2 separate regions of the Oryctolagus cuniculus genome follow, and region 2 is linked to region 1. The links are chromatin contacts, called in public Hi-C maps. All regions are on one chromosome and are shown on one strand. The core of a region is the stretch at or near the end of the contact, and the rest is flanking DNA. Distances in the headings are between cores, read along the strand shown. Region 1 overlaps LOC108177928 (a long non-coding RNA gene). Region 2 has its middle 800 kb from the start of ADAMTS5.

Region 1 (6,139 bases), core at 1,662-4,161:
GAAAATTGTCTGTGGAGTGGTTCTAATCGAATTCAGAGGATTCCTTGGAGGGAAAGCAAGTTCAGCTTTTGTGGCCCTCAACCAGATGTGTCTGTCTCTGTAAATAAAGTTTTATTGGAACACAGCCCCATCAATTTGTGTGTGTATTGTCTGTGGCTGCCTTCAAGGTGCAGTGCAGAGCTGAGGATCTGTGACAGAGACTGTGTCACCCACTAAGCAGAAAATACTTACTGTCTGGACCTGTACAGAAAATATTTGCTGACCCCTGGGTTAAAGTTTTACCTTTTCCTGAAAACAAAATGATGGGAGTTCCTTCAAACAGCTATTTTTAAATGTTTCTTTACATTCATTACAGGGATCATCTGTGCCTCAGTCTCAAAGCACTTCTCAGTCTCATCACTTTTTTGTCATAATTTCTGAGAATAATTCTTTCTTTCTTAATACTTGGCAAATTTCTCTTTGAGACTTGAAAGAGCCTTGGGAACACCTCTGAGATTAAATTCCAAGCCATGTTTAAATCTAACAGTGGGTGCTGCAAGTGCTGGTGGCCAGAATAACAATGCCTCAGCCTCCAGGCTTGTCAGGGACAGGTTGCTGACTGCTACTTTGTCCTGGACGGCCATGGGAGTAAACTTGAAAAAACAGGCATAATTGCTTTTCCAAATTTTCACCATAAATAATCATTTTTAAAAGGTTCCAGTAACTTACCCACTAGGAAAAAAGAAAAAAGGGGAAAAAAGTAAAATGGGATACTGACATTGTGGGTTTTGCTCTAAAGCAGCCATGTGCAATGCCATGCTGCCATCTGCTGTATCTCTTTGTTTTCACCTGAATGTAGGAATCTGAATCAGCTGTACAGACACAGGCCCAATCTACTGAGGGAGAAAGCTTTTGCCAGAAAAACTCTTCCAGTTACAAGCCAAAGTATTCTCTTATTTTGTAGTGTTCCTTCTTCTGCATCCACATGACACCAATTTTATGTCTTCTCTTTCCCGATAATTTCTTAGGTATGCATAGTGATGTTAAATGTCAAAATACGAGTTGAAGAGGCCAGCATTGTGACGCAGAGGATAAAGCTGCCACCTGCGACAACAGCATCCCATTTGCGTGATGTCCTGCCTGCTCGACTTCTGATCCAGCTTCCTGCTAATGGCCTGGGAGAGGCAGCATTAGATGGCCCAAGTGTTTGAACTCATGCCACATACATAGGAGATCCAGAAGAAGCTCCTGGCTTTGATCTGGCCAACCCTGGCCATTTCTCTCTCTCTCTCTCTCTCTCTCTCTCTGTGTGTGTGTGTGTAACTCTGACTTTCAAATAAATTAATTAATCTTTTTAAAATATATGAAATGAATTCATGTGCCATACCTGTCAGAAGTACAATGAAACTCTTCAAAATGGGGATGGCAGAAAAGAAGAGAAGTAGTAACACTTGATGAATGACATGAGTGCTGATTGATCTGTACCAGAGATTTCATTTAATTAAAGAATTCACTACATCCATGACCACCAGGAGGAGAGTGGAGTCGAGAACAGAAGATGGTGAGATGATCCTAGCCATTAAGGCTGCTTTTAAGGGATAGAAGTAATCCATCGATTTCAGGAAACAAAAAGTAATGCGGCTTCAAATTTGGCCTCTTACGTCTTTACCAGAAAATTGGTGCCTTGAAACTACAGTGTCACTGTGACTACTGAGAAGTCTACCATTCTGAAGCTATCTAATAAGGGAGAGACTAAGTAGGTGCCAGCCAAACCTTCCCCAGACATGGTATTTAAAACGTGTGCTACAGACTCAATCCAGGTTGAGTAAGATAGACCGACATTGAGCTGCCCTTCTGGAAAGCTGTCTGTGATTAATTGCTGAACACTTTCATCTACAGTATCTCCTGAAGGGGAGAGCCCAGGAGGCAGATCATTCTCGGATCTTCTACAGTTTGGCCTCTGCTGGAACCCCTTAGCAATCGATCTTAACGCTTATCTCCAAGCTATTTATTCTTAACAAATGGAGCCACCACTCCTATTTATTATAATTCCTGCCATGTGGGAAGCGTGTGCTTCACACATCATCTTACGTGATAATCACATTTCAAGCTCTTCAACCACATAAATGCATTTACAGAGTGCAATTTTAGACAAAAATGGTTATAGGCTATGTAAACTATATAAAATCTGGTTTTTAAAACCATTTGTTTTGTGCTTTTAGAAAACCCCATATGCTACAAATTTTTAAAAAGTGAATTCTAAACTAAAAATCTTTGTGTTTTATTTTGTTCTGAAATTTGGCAACAGTTGACATAGTCTGACCTTAGGAATATTACATTGTAGCTCACAAGCTGATTCATTTTTTCACTGAGAATCTTCAATCAGAAAGCATATAGTCATGAACAATTCAACTGGTTTTGTTTTGTTTTGTTTTATAATTCAACTTTTAGGGATCTATTTTCCAAGACAATAAGCATCTGCTTTGACAAAAATGTATTCTCTGTGTATAGGAAGGGTGCCAGTAAAGAGCAATTGCTCCTTATAAGTCTAATTCCCAACATTCCAGAAACATGGGAAGCACACATGACTTTTGGGGCTAGATTTGAGAGTTTAGAAGCAGGGCCTGGCCCTGTACACCTTTTGTGGTGCAATACTGCCATCTGGCGGTCGATATAAATTATTTCAGATATAGTTGCAGAGGGCGACTACTCTAATCCTTAAGGATATTTCTAGTCTGCTTTCAGATATATTATGACTCTCCAGATCTCTAGAAGACACACAGAGAATGTGCTTTCGAGCCCTCAGCTCTGTCCCGCTCTGGCTGCGCCCCTCCCCACAGATCAAGGAGTCCTGGAGCTCGGAGGTAGCCCCCACGCAAGCCCAAGCCCCTTTCTGCAAGCTCCCTGCCCTCAGCTCACCTCATCAGCAATTCCTTAGGAATGCTCCAATGTTCCCACTGTGCCTGAGTTGTTAATGAATAACAGTGCGCTGCCGTTTCCCGCATATTACTTGCATTTGATCAGCTTCCCGACATTCCACCCACCCCGTCTCACAATAATAATGAAAAACAATTTTTAAGATATAAAAACAGGTCCTCGAAGTAACTTTTCAAATTCTACCCTCGAGTGTGCAAGAACGGTGAAGCATTTTCCAAACCTTAAGTCTCCACTGCCACCTTCAGGATGCTTGTGGTAACAGCAGGTACTAGAATAGTGGCTGACTGGGGCACATGTTCTGGTACCAGCAAGAGAACTTGGTTGAATCTTGTAATTGAACCAGGTGAGAAAGAAGCAGATGCCGTTTAGTTTATGGCATTTCACAAAATCTTGGAACGCATTTTATTTGCCACTCTGCTAGACAATAGAATTAAAAAAACAGGTAACACTGTATGTAATGTAAATAGAAATCTAAGAGCTTATAAATGTAACTGTATGTTACCTATATAATACATATACCAAAACTCTATGAATATAAAATTTATATACGCATGCCCCACACTAAGGACAACTGACACATCTATGGGGCTTTTGATGTGACAGGCTGTGATCTGTGTGCTTTATCATTGTTAACATGTTTCTACATTCTTAATTGCCTCAATAACTCCATGGAGGTAGCTATTACTATTAAGCCTACCTATTTTACAAAAGGGGAAACTGAAGTTCTGAGGAGTTTGCTTCTCTATAGTCACATAGCCAGTAAACGGCAAAGTCTGGACTTGAGCCTGGCTGTCTGGCTTCAGGGTCAGTGTTCCTTGCCATTGGATGAACCCTGCCTTTTCGGAACAGAGAGAAAGCAGGGTGGGTGCTGTGGGTAGCAAAAGCAGGCAGAGAACCACTTGTCCCTGGATGTGGTGATCACTAAGCTATGGAAGCTCTATGCTCACTATGGTACTTGCTAGTAGGGAGGAAGAAAACAGAAAACAAATAGTTTTAAAGGAAATCAGAATAAGACGATCTGATTTTAAAATGGCTGAAGGACTATTTTATATCAAGCAGTTTAAGAAGAGATTATATTAAGCTATGGCCAGTCTAAAAATTAATTTCAATCTATCTCCATGCAGATCTGTGGGGAGTATTCCAGACACACCTGCAGATTTAAGGCAAAGCTCCTGAGAGGGGTTTGCAGTCTGGACACACCGCAGGTCCACAATTAAGGCTCATTTGTCAGGAGTAGAGGGGAAGGAAGAAAAGCAAGCAGGGAGTTCTGAGAGCCAGACCTGGCCAAAGATGGACGGCTTGATAAGCCACACCAGGTGCAGGATTTTATTCCAAGTAGGAAGAGGAACTACGGAACAACTTTGAGCTTATCACAAAAGATCACTCCAGCTGCTCTATGAAAATAGGATTGGCAGGAGCACAAAGTGGAATCAGAATCCTGAGTCAATCATCAGTTGCATGGGAAGCGAGATACACAGCAGACTCATAGAATGGCAGATGTCCTAAACAGCACTCTGGCCTCAGAATCAGCCCTAAAGGCATTCGGATCTGGCTGAAAAGCCCATGAGAGTATTTCAGGCATGGAAAGTCAAGACACTCTGGCAAAAAAAAAAAAAAAAAAAAAAAAAAAAAAGAAAGAAAAAAAAAAAAAACACCTAAATGAAAGATCTCCACGAGTGAGATCCTAGTGGAAAGAACAGGTCTTCAAAGAAGGAGGTACCTTTCTCTGAAGGGAGGAGAGAACTTCCACTTTGACTATGACCTTGTCTAAACAAGATAAGACTCGGAGAACTCAAAAGGCTTCCATAGCCTTGGGAACTCATGACTGGAGCATAGGGAGATTACTGATGCCATAGACAGGAGTGTCAATTTGTAAAGTCAACAACAGGAGTCACTGTGCACTTACTCCTCATGTGAGATCTCTGTCCTTAATGTGCTGTACATTGAAATTTAATGCTATAACGAGTACTCAAACAGTATTTTTCACTTTGTGTTTCTATGTGGGTGCAAACTGTTGAAATCTTAATGTATACTAAACTGATCTTCTGTATATATAGAAAATTGAAAATGAATCTTGATATGAATGGAAGGGGAGAGGAAGTGGGAAAGGGAAGGGTTGCAGGTGGGAGGGAAGTCATGGGGGGGGGAGCCAATAAGCTGTATTTTGGAAATCTATATTCATTAAATAAAAGTTAAAAAAAAAAAAGAAACATACCAGGGGATTCCAATTCAATCCCATCAAGGTGGCATGTACCAATGCCATCTCACTAGTCCCAGTGATCAAGTTCTGTTCACAATTGATCATAATGATAGGACTAAGAACCTAAGGGATCACATAAACAAGAATAGTGTCTGAAAATACTAGCTGATAGAACAAAAAAGGGAGAGAACGATCCAACATGGGAAGTGAGATACACAGCAGACCCATAGAATGGCAAATGTCCTAAACAGCACTCTGGCCTCAGAATCAGCCCTTAAGGCATGCGGATCCAGCTGAAAAGCCCATGAGAGTATTTCAGGTATGGAAAGCCAAGACACTCTGGGGGAAAAAAAAACCTAAATGAAAGATCTCCGCAAGTGAGATCCCAGTGGAAAGAACGGGTCATAAAAGAAGGAGGTACATTTCTCTGAAGGGAGAAGAGAACTTCCACTTTGACCATGGCCTTGTCTAAAAATGATCAGAGTCAGTGAACTCAGGGGGCTTCCATAGCCTTGGCAGCTCATGACAAGAGCCTAGGGTGATAGTAATAGATGCCATAAACAAGAGTGTCAATTTGTTAAGTCAACAACAGGAGTCACTGTGCACTTACTCCTCATGTAGGATCTCTGTCCTTAGTGTGCTGTACATTGAGATTTAATGCTATAACTAGTACTCAAACAGTATTTTTCACTTTATGTTTCTGTGTGGGAGCAAACTGTTGAAATCTTTACTTAATGTATGCTAAACTGATCTTCTGTATATAAAGATAATCGAAAATGAATCCTGATGTGAATGGAAGGGGAGAGGGAGTGGGAAAGGGGAGGGTTGCAGGTGGGAGGGACGTTATGGGGGGGGAAGCCATTGTAATCCATAAGCTGTACTTTGGAAATTTATATTCATTAAATAAAAGATAAAAGTAAAAAAATACTTAAGAAAAAAAATCAAAAAAATAAAATATAAATAACTAGAAATAAATCATCAGTTGCAATAAAGAAGCAAACACAGGGTCTGGCCTTGTGGCGT
Region 2 (6,139 bases), core at 2,034-4,533, 1.1 Mb before region 1:
GTAAGTGCTTTGTACCTCATCTAAGACTATTGACAGTTCAGGTGGCCAATGGGAACTTGTACCTGGTGACAAGGAAGTCTGGATATGAAGATCAGAATGTATGGCTGAGGTAGAGGAATCGAAAAGAAACCTAATTTAAAGCTCAAGGTGCTAGAAGGCTCATTTTTGGAGCTGTTCAACTCATAAGAATGAAGGTAAGAGTAGTGGTGAGAGAGAAAGCTGTCTGAGAGCTAGGAAACCCAAGAGAACAAGTATGGTGATTGTTAGTAAAGCTGGCGCTATCTTATCTGAGGTGCCATCTTAAGCCCCAGGTGCCATCATGGACTCTGGCACAGTTGTCATCTTGTACAATAAGTTTTGGCCACTCCAAAACTCAGCCTGGCTTATTGGAAGTCAGTAGTCCAAAGGGCCCAACCACAAGCATCAACTCCACCCCCACCCTAACGGGATTTGCTGCTCCCACTTCCTTATCACACAAGACCCACAAGACCCACTTTCCCATCAAGGCTCTTTTATTGCTGTCTCTCTCCAACATGTTGGGTTGCCCCCACACATACCCAACAATAAACCTTTCCTTTACTCCACTGTTTGGTGTGTTTTGTGGTGGCCTTTCAACAGCTATTGGCAACACAAGAGTTACTGAATTGGTCTAATCTGCTGCTCTGAGATTCCAGATTGAAGAAGAGGTGGGGTAAAACAAGAGAAAGCTCAGGAAGTGGAACCATAGAACAAAGAGGCTGCTCACATAAACTCTAGACCCAGCAGACCGAGACCTGTATGTGATCAAATGGGAGCCTCAGGTTTCCATTACTCTAGAAGTTAGAAGGGCCCCAGCGTGGGAAGAGGAAGAAGATGAAGGAGTAGTATTAGTGAGGGAAGTTAAAAGATGGGATGTTAAAATTAGAGGGATAAGCGACCTAATAGGGTAGAGTATGGTAAATAGTGCTGAGAGTTTTGGAGGAACCCTGAGCGTGGGTGATAGCAATGGGGAGAAATTACTAACTTAGATTTTTAAAATGTTTACTCATTCAGTCATTTATTTCAGTTGAAAGGCAGAGAGACACAGAGGGAGATCTTCCATCTGCTTGTTTGTTCCCAAATAGCTGGTTTGTTTCCAAATAGCTGCAAGAACAGGGGCTAGGCCTGGATGAAACTGGGAGCCAGGATCTAACTTCAGGTCCCAGATGTTATCTGCCATTCAGGGAATGAATTATCAAGAAGCTAGGAGCTAGGACTCAAACCCAGACCCTCTGATATAGGATGGTGCTTTAAGTGCTGTGCCCAATGCCCACCAGAAAGATTCTTTTAAAAAAGAGTTTTATTTAGATATAATAATTAGCCCCTATGATTTACCAATTTAATATGTACAATCCAATGGGTTATAACACATGTAGAGTTATCTGAGTTACCCATTTGTTATCACCTAGTGCTGAACATTTTCATCATTCCAAAAGAGAAGTTCTGAACCCATTAGCACTCACTCCACGGTGACCATCCTTGCATTGTTATTCCCAGCCACGAACAACCCTAACCCATTTTTTGGCTCTATGACTTTGCCTATTATGAACATTTATATAACTAAAAACATACAGCATTATCATTTTTACTGGCTTCTTTCACTTAGCATAATGTTTTCAAGATTCATCCATTTTGTAGCATGTATCAGAAGTTCATTTATATGTTATTTCCAAGTATTAGCCCATATGGATATAACATACTTTCAACCTCCAGTGATAGCTACATGTTGTTTCCTAAGTAGAACTTTCTTTCTTTTTATTTATTTATTTATTTAATTTTTTTTGACAGGCAGAGTGGACAGTGATAGAGAGACAGAGAGAAAGGTCTTCCTTTTGCTGTTGGTTCACCATCCAATGGCCGGCGCGGCCGGCGCACCGCGCTGACCTGGTGGCAGGAGCCAGGAGCCAGGTGCTTTTCCTGGTCTCCCATGGGGTGCAGGGCCCAAGTACCTGGGCCATCCTCCACTGCACTCCCTGGCCACAGCAGAGAGCTGGCCTGGAAGAGGGGCAACAGGGACAGAATCTGGCGCCCCAACCGGGACTAGAACCCGGTGTGCCGGTGCCGCTAGGCGGAGGATTAGCCTAGTGAGCCGTGGCGCCAGCCTAAGTAGAACTTTCATGCTATTATGAAACATGGTGCTTTGGAAATTCATGTACAGATACTAGCTTGGATGTATATTTTTATTAACCTTACACATTTACCCAGGATAGAGTTGCTTGGCCAGAGGGCAACTCCATGGGGTCTTTTTGCATAACTGCCAAACTTCCAATGTGACTGTCCCATTTAACATTCTGAACAGCAAGGGTGAGGATCTGAGACCCCTTGATGAACCCTGTAAATGGAAAAAGAAAGGTCTGAGATGTTAGGTCTTAACATCCATTAGTGACGCCTCTCTTGAACAATTAAGCATTGGTTGACAATCTAGAAGTGAAATATGTTCTTAGACCCAGTGTCTGGGTTTACTGTTGCCCTTCACAGGCAGGAGAGGATTTACATCAAGTGTAAGGACCTGGCTTCTCTTTTGTTAATGAACATGAGACTTTGGAACAGTTGCATGTTCCACAACATAAGGACCTACTCCACATTCAGAGTCTGTTCATGGCGCGGTCAGACAACACAGGTTCTTTGTGAACAAACACTTCTGATACTCATGGCAGCCTTGCAAAAGTAGTTCTGGTGAACTCCAGTTTAGAGAAGAGTGATCTGTGGTTTAAGATGCTTTAAATATAAGCCCAAGCTTATACTAACTGTAACCATTGATAAATATTGTAATTTTTTTCACTATCCCTATGGGCACAAATACCACTGTGGAAGCTGTACTGCAGTTTCCAAAATGTGAGGAGTCCTCAACAGCTCTACTTCTGTGTAGGAATTATTCTAAGCATTGTGCTTTTAGTTAGCATTGACTCATGGGAAACTTGGGAAAAATAGCCAATTAAAGTGTTAAGTAGCTTAACCTACTATGCCACAGCATCCAACCCCAACACCTTCTCCAGGCCACTCCTGCTGGAGGTCTCTGACTTAAATAAATCTTGCTTTTAAATTAAAAAAAGTGTTAAGTGGCATGAAAGAAGGATCACTTAGACAATGCATATAAGGTAAATTTATCATATGATTAGTCACACTAAAAAAAAAACACATTTCAAATGACTTCTTTTGGTAAGCGGTTATTTATACAATTTGATGTAATGCTGCACAGAAGAGAATTAGATGATTAATACTAAAACTGACTGTGAAACATGATCTCTGAATACTGACTCACCTTTTTTCAAGAGGCTGTAAATTAGTGAAGGATTATTACCTAAGACTAATACCTACTTTAAAGGTAAACTATGCTGTTCTCAGTGTACAAAAAATGTTCTGAATGTGAAAAATGATACCTTTATATGCACTATGGCCTATTCATTTAGGAACCAAAAGATTAATTTTTTTTTTTGACAGGCAGAGTTAGACAGTGAGAGAGAGACAGAGACAGAGAGAAAGGTTTTCCTTTTTCCATTGGTTCACCCCACAAAAGGCCGCTAAGCCAGGAGCCAGGTGCTTCCTCCTGGTCTCCCCTGCGGGTGCAGGGCCCAAGGACTTGGGCCATCCTCCACTGCACTCCTGGGCCACAGCAGAGAGCTGGACTGGAAAAGGAGCAACTGGAACATAACCGGTGCCCCAACCAGGACTAGAACCCCAGGGTGCTGGTGTCGCAGGCAGAGGATTAGCTAAGTGAGCTGTGGCACCGGCCAAGATTAAGTTTTAAGAACCAATTAAACCATTGAAAATAATATAATTTCAAATATCAAATATATACTATGTATTTTTTGCACACTATGATGTAAAAGAATATTTGGTGACAGGGATATTGGCAGCAATAAGTTTTTAAAATATATCTATTTATTTGCTTTTTAGTAATTTAAGAGAGAGGGAAAGAGAGAGTACTTGCCCATTGGCTAGGTCACTACTCCAATGCCTACAATTTCTTGGACTGGGGTAATTCAAAGCCAATAGCAAGGAAGGAAATCACTGGAGCCATCACAGCTGCCTCCCATGATCTGCATTAGTAGGAAGCTGAAATCTGGAGTCAGGGCCAGGAATGGAACCTGCTTACTTAAATATGGAATTCAGGCTTAACTGCTCGGATAAATCTCAACTCTGCACACCAAGTTTTTAAGGGAAAGTAAAACCAGGTTCCACCGTGTGTTTATTCCAATTTTGAGAAAGAGCAGGATGATAGAGGCTTCTTGATTTAACAGTACAACTTTTCTTCCAAATATTTGTTTGTTTGAAATACATAATGATGAGGGGTGTTAAAAAGAGATCTTCCATCCAGTTCACTCTGACAATGACAGTAAAAGCTGGTGCCAGGTCAGGCTGAAACTGGGAGTTTGGTATTCCATCCAGGCTTCCCACGTGGATAACAGGGAAACAGGTATTGAACCATCATTTTTTTTTTTTCTGGATAAAATAGCAGGAAGCTGGATACGAAACAGAATATCTGGGACTGGAACCAGAGCCACTATATGGTATACAAGGGTCCCAAGTGGTAGGTTAACCCACTGTGCCACTGTGCCACAGAGCCTACTCATAACAGATCATCTTAACTATATGAATGCAGCAACAGGGGTTCTTTGGGTGTAGGGTGAAGGCTTCTTAGCATTTTCTTCCTTTTCTTTTTAATTATTTTTCTGAAATATTTATTTTATTAATTTGAAAGGCCAAGTTAAAGAAAGAAACAGGAATATAGAGAAATCTTCCATCCACTGGTTCACTCCCCAAATGGCCCCAAAGGCAAGAGCTGGACCAGGCCAAAGCAAGGAGCCAGGAGCTTCATCTGGATCTCCCACGTGAGTGATAGGATCCCAAGGACTTGGGCCCATCTTCTGCTGCTTCCCCAGGCCATTAGCATGGATCTGCATTGGAAGTGGAGCAGCCAGGACCCCAATGAGTACCTGGTGTTATAGGCAGGGGCTTAATCAGTTATGCCACCATCAACGCCTTTCTCCTTTTCACCTGTTATTAAACTCTGTTTTCAAAATAAAATAAGTGTGACTTTATTAAAGATAACATAAAGTAAGTTTTAAGAAGCCTAGGCTTTAAATTAATTTGCAAATATTCTAGTAGTTTGTATGTTTATCCTTTCAGTTTTACAAGAACTTATTTTGGTTACATATAGTTAAAATCTAAAGGAAAGTTACTAATTGTAAAAAAAAAAAAAAAAAGCACCCTTTTCACTTGTACCACTATATGATAAGAATAAAATTAAATAGAAAATTAGAATTGAGAACACATTTTATTTTGCAATAAGTAGAATACAATATTTTTGTATACATTTTTTGTCTTGATTCTATCAGCAGGATCTAAAATGGCTTATTTACAATCCAATTTGTGAAAAACTGATTGCTTCTTGATTTTCTGTAGAGTCCCCTACACCAAGTTCTCATGAGGAAGAAGTGATGATAAACTTTTGTGATCCTAGCCTGCCCCCTGGTGGTTGACTGCTACCATGAACATGCAGAGTATGGCTCCAGCAGCTCCCTCTTCTTAACTTGAGAAGTGACCTTGCAGTGGGAAATTTGGGATTAGTGGAGGTACACCTTCCCGGCCAGCCTCAGACCACTTCATTAGCGGCTCAGCACAACTATGTGCTTAAGGATCGTACATAATGTTACTCACCGTATAATGGGCATGTAGAAGTGTGAAATGACTGGTAAACAGACTTTTCTGTTCCTTGCTAATGGAAAAAAAAAAAAAAAAAAAGAAAAGCACAGAGATGACAACTTTGAAGGAGGATATTTTACAGGAAGTAGTCTAATGAGATATTCATAAGGTACCGACAAAATTATAGTTAAATATTCATTCTAAATTATGTAGGATTCTGAGTTTCAAGTGAAATAAGCTGTTTATTCATGGTTTCAATCAATCATTTTTTGTCTCTAATTCAAACAAATGTAATCATCAGATGGGGAATTCAGAAAAAGTATGTAAAATAGAATTATTGAGAATAGAACTGCTTTGCTACAAAAGGCACACTCAGTCATTAGTCCTTTGCTCTGGGAGAACCTTGTCACCTGCGCTCCATTGTCACCAACAGTATCTACTGTTTGTTAAGACCAGACTACACTTCTCCCACTCC

The links. A called contact is a pair of places that touch in the nucleus more often than the background predicts.
Region 2: a contact with region 1 is called in a Hi-C map of an unstated tissue, with 8 times the contacts expected there. The contact joins two enhancer-like sites. A contact is called at or near these places in 5 of 6 Hi-C or Micro-C datasets (ear pinna, embryonic fibroblasts, psoas muscle and 2 more).

What each region holds. Positions count from the first base shown.
Region 1 is chr4:16,984,978-16,991,116 of mOryCun1.1, reverse strand. It overlaps LOC108177928 (a long non-coding RNA gene), which reads left to right. Exons shown (of 3, transcript XR_001794589.3): 3 at 1,008-1,343. Among named protein-coding and RNA genes, the nearest start is that of N6AMT1, 210 kb to the right of the region's middle. Within about 2 kb of position 2,911, at least 1 of the 8 cell types and tissues checked has an H3K27ac peak or open chromatin away from gene starts, as enhancers often do.
Region 2 is chr4:18,042,600-18,048,738 of mOryCun1.1, reverse strand. No RefSeq gene overlaps it. Among named protein-coding and RNA genes, the nearest start is that of ADAMTS5, 800 kb to the left of the region's middle. Within about 2 kb of position 3,283, at least 1 of the 8 cell types and tissues checked has an H3K27ac peak or open chromatin away from gene starts, as enhancers often do.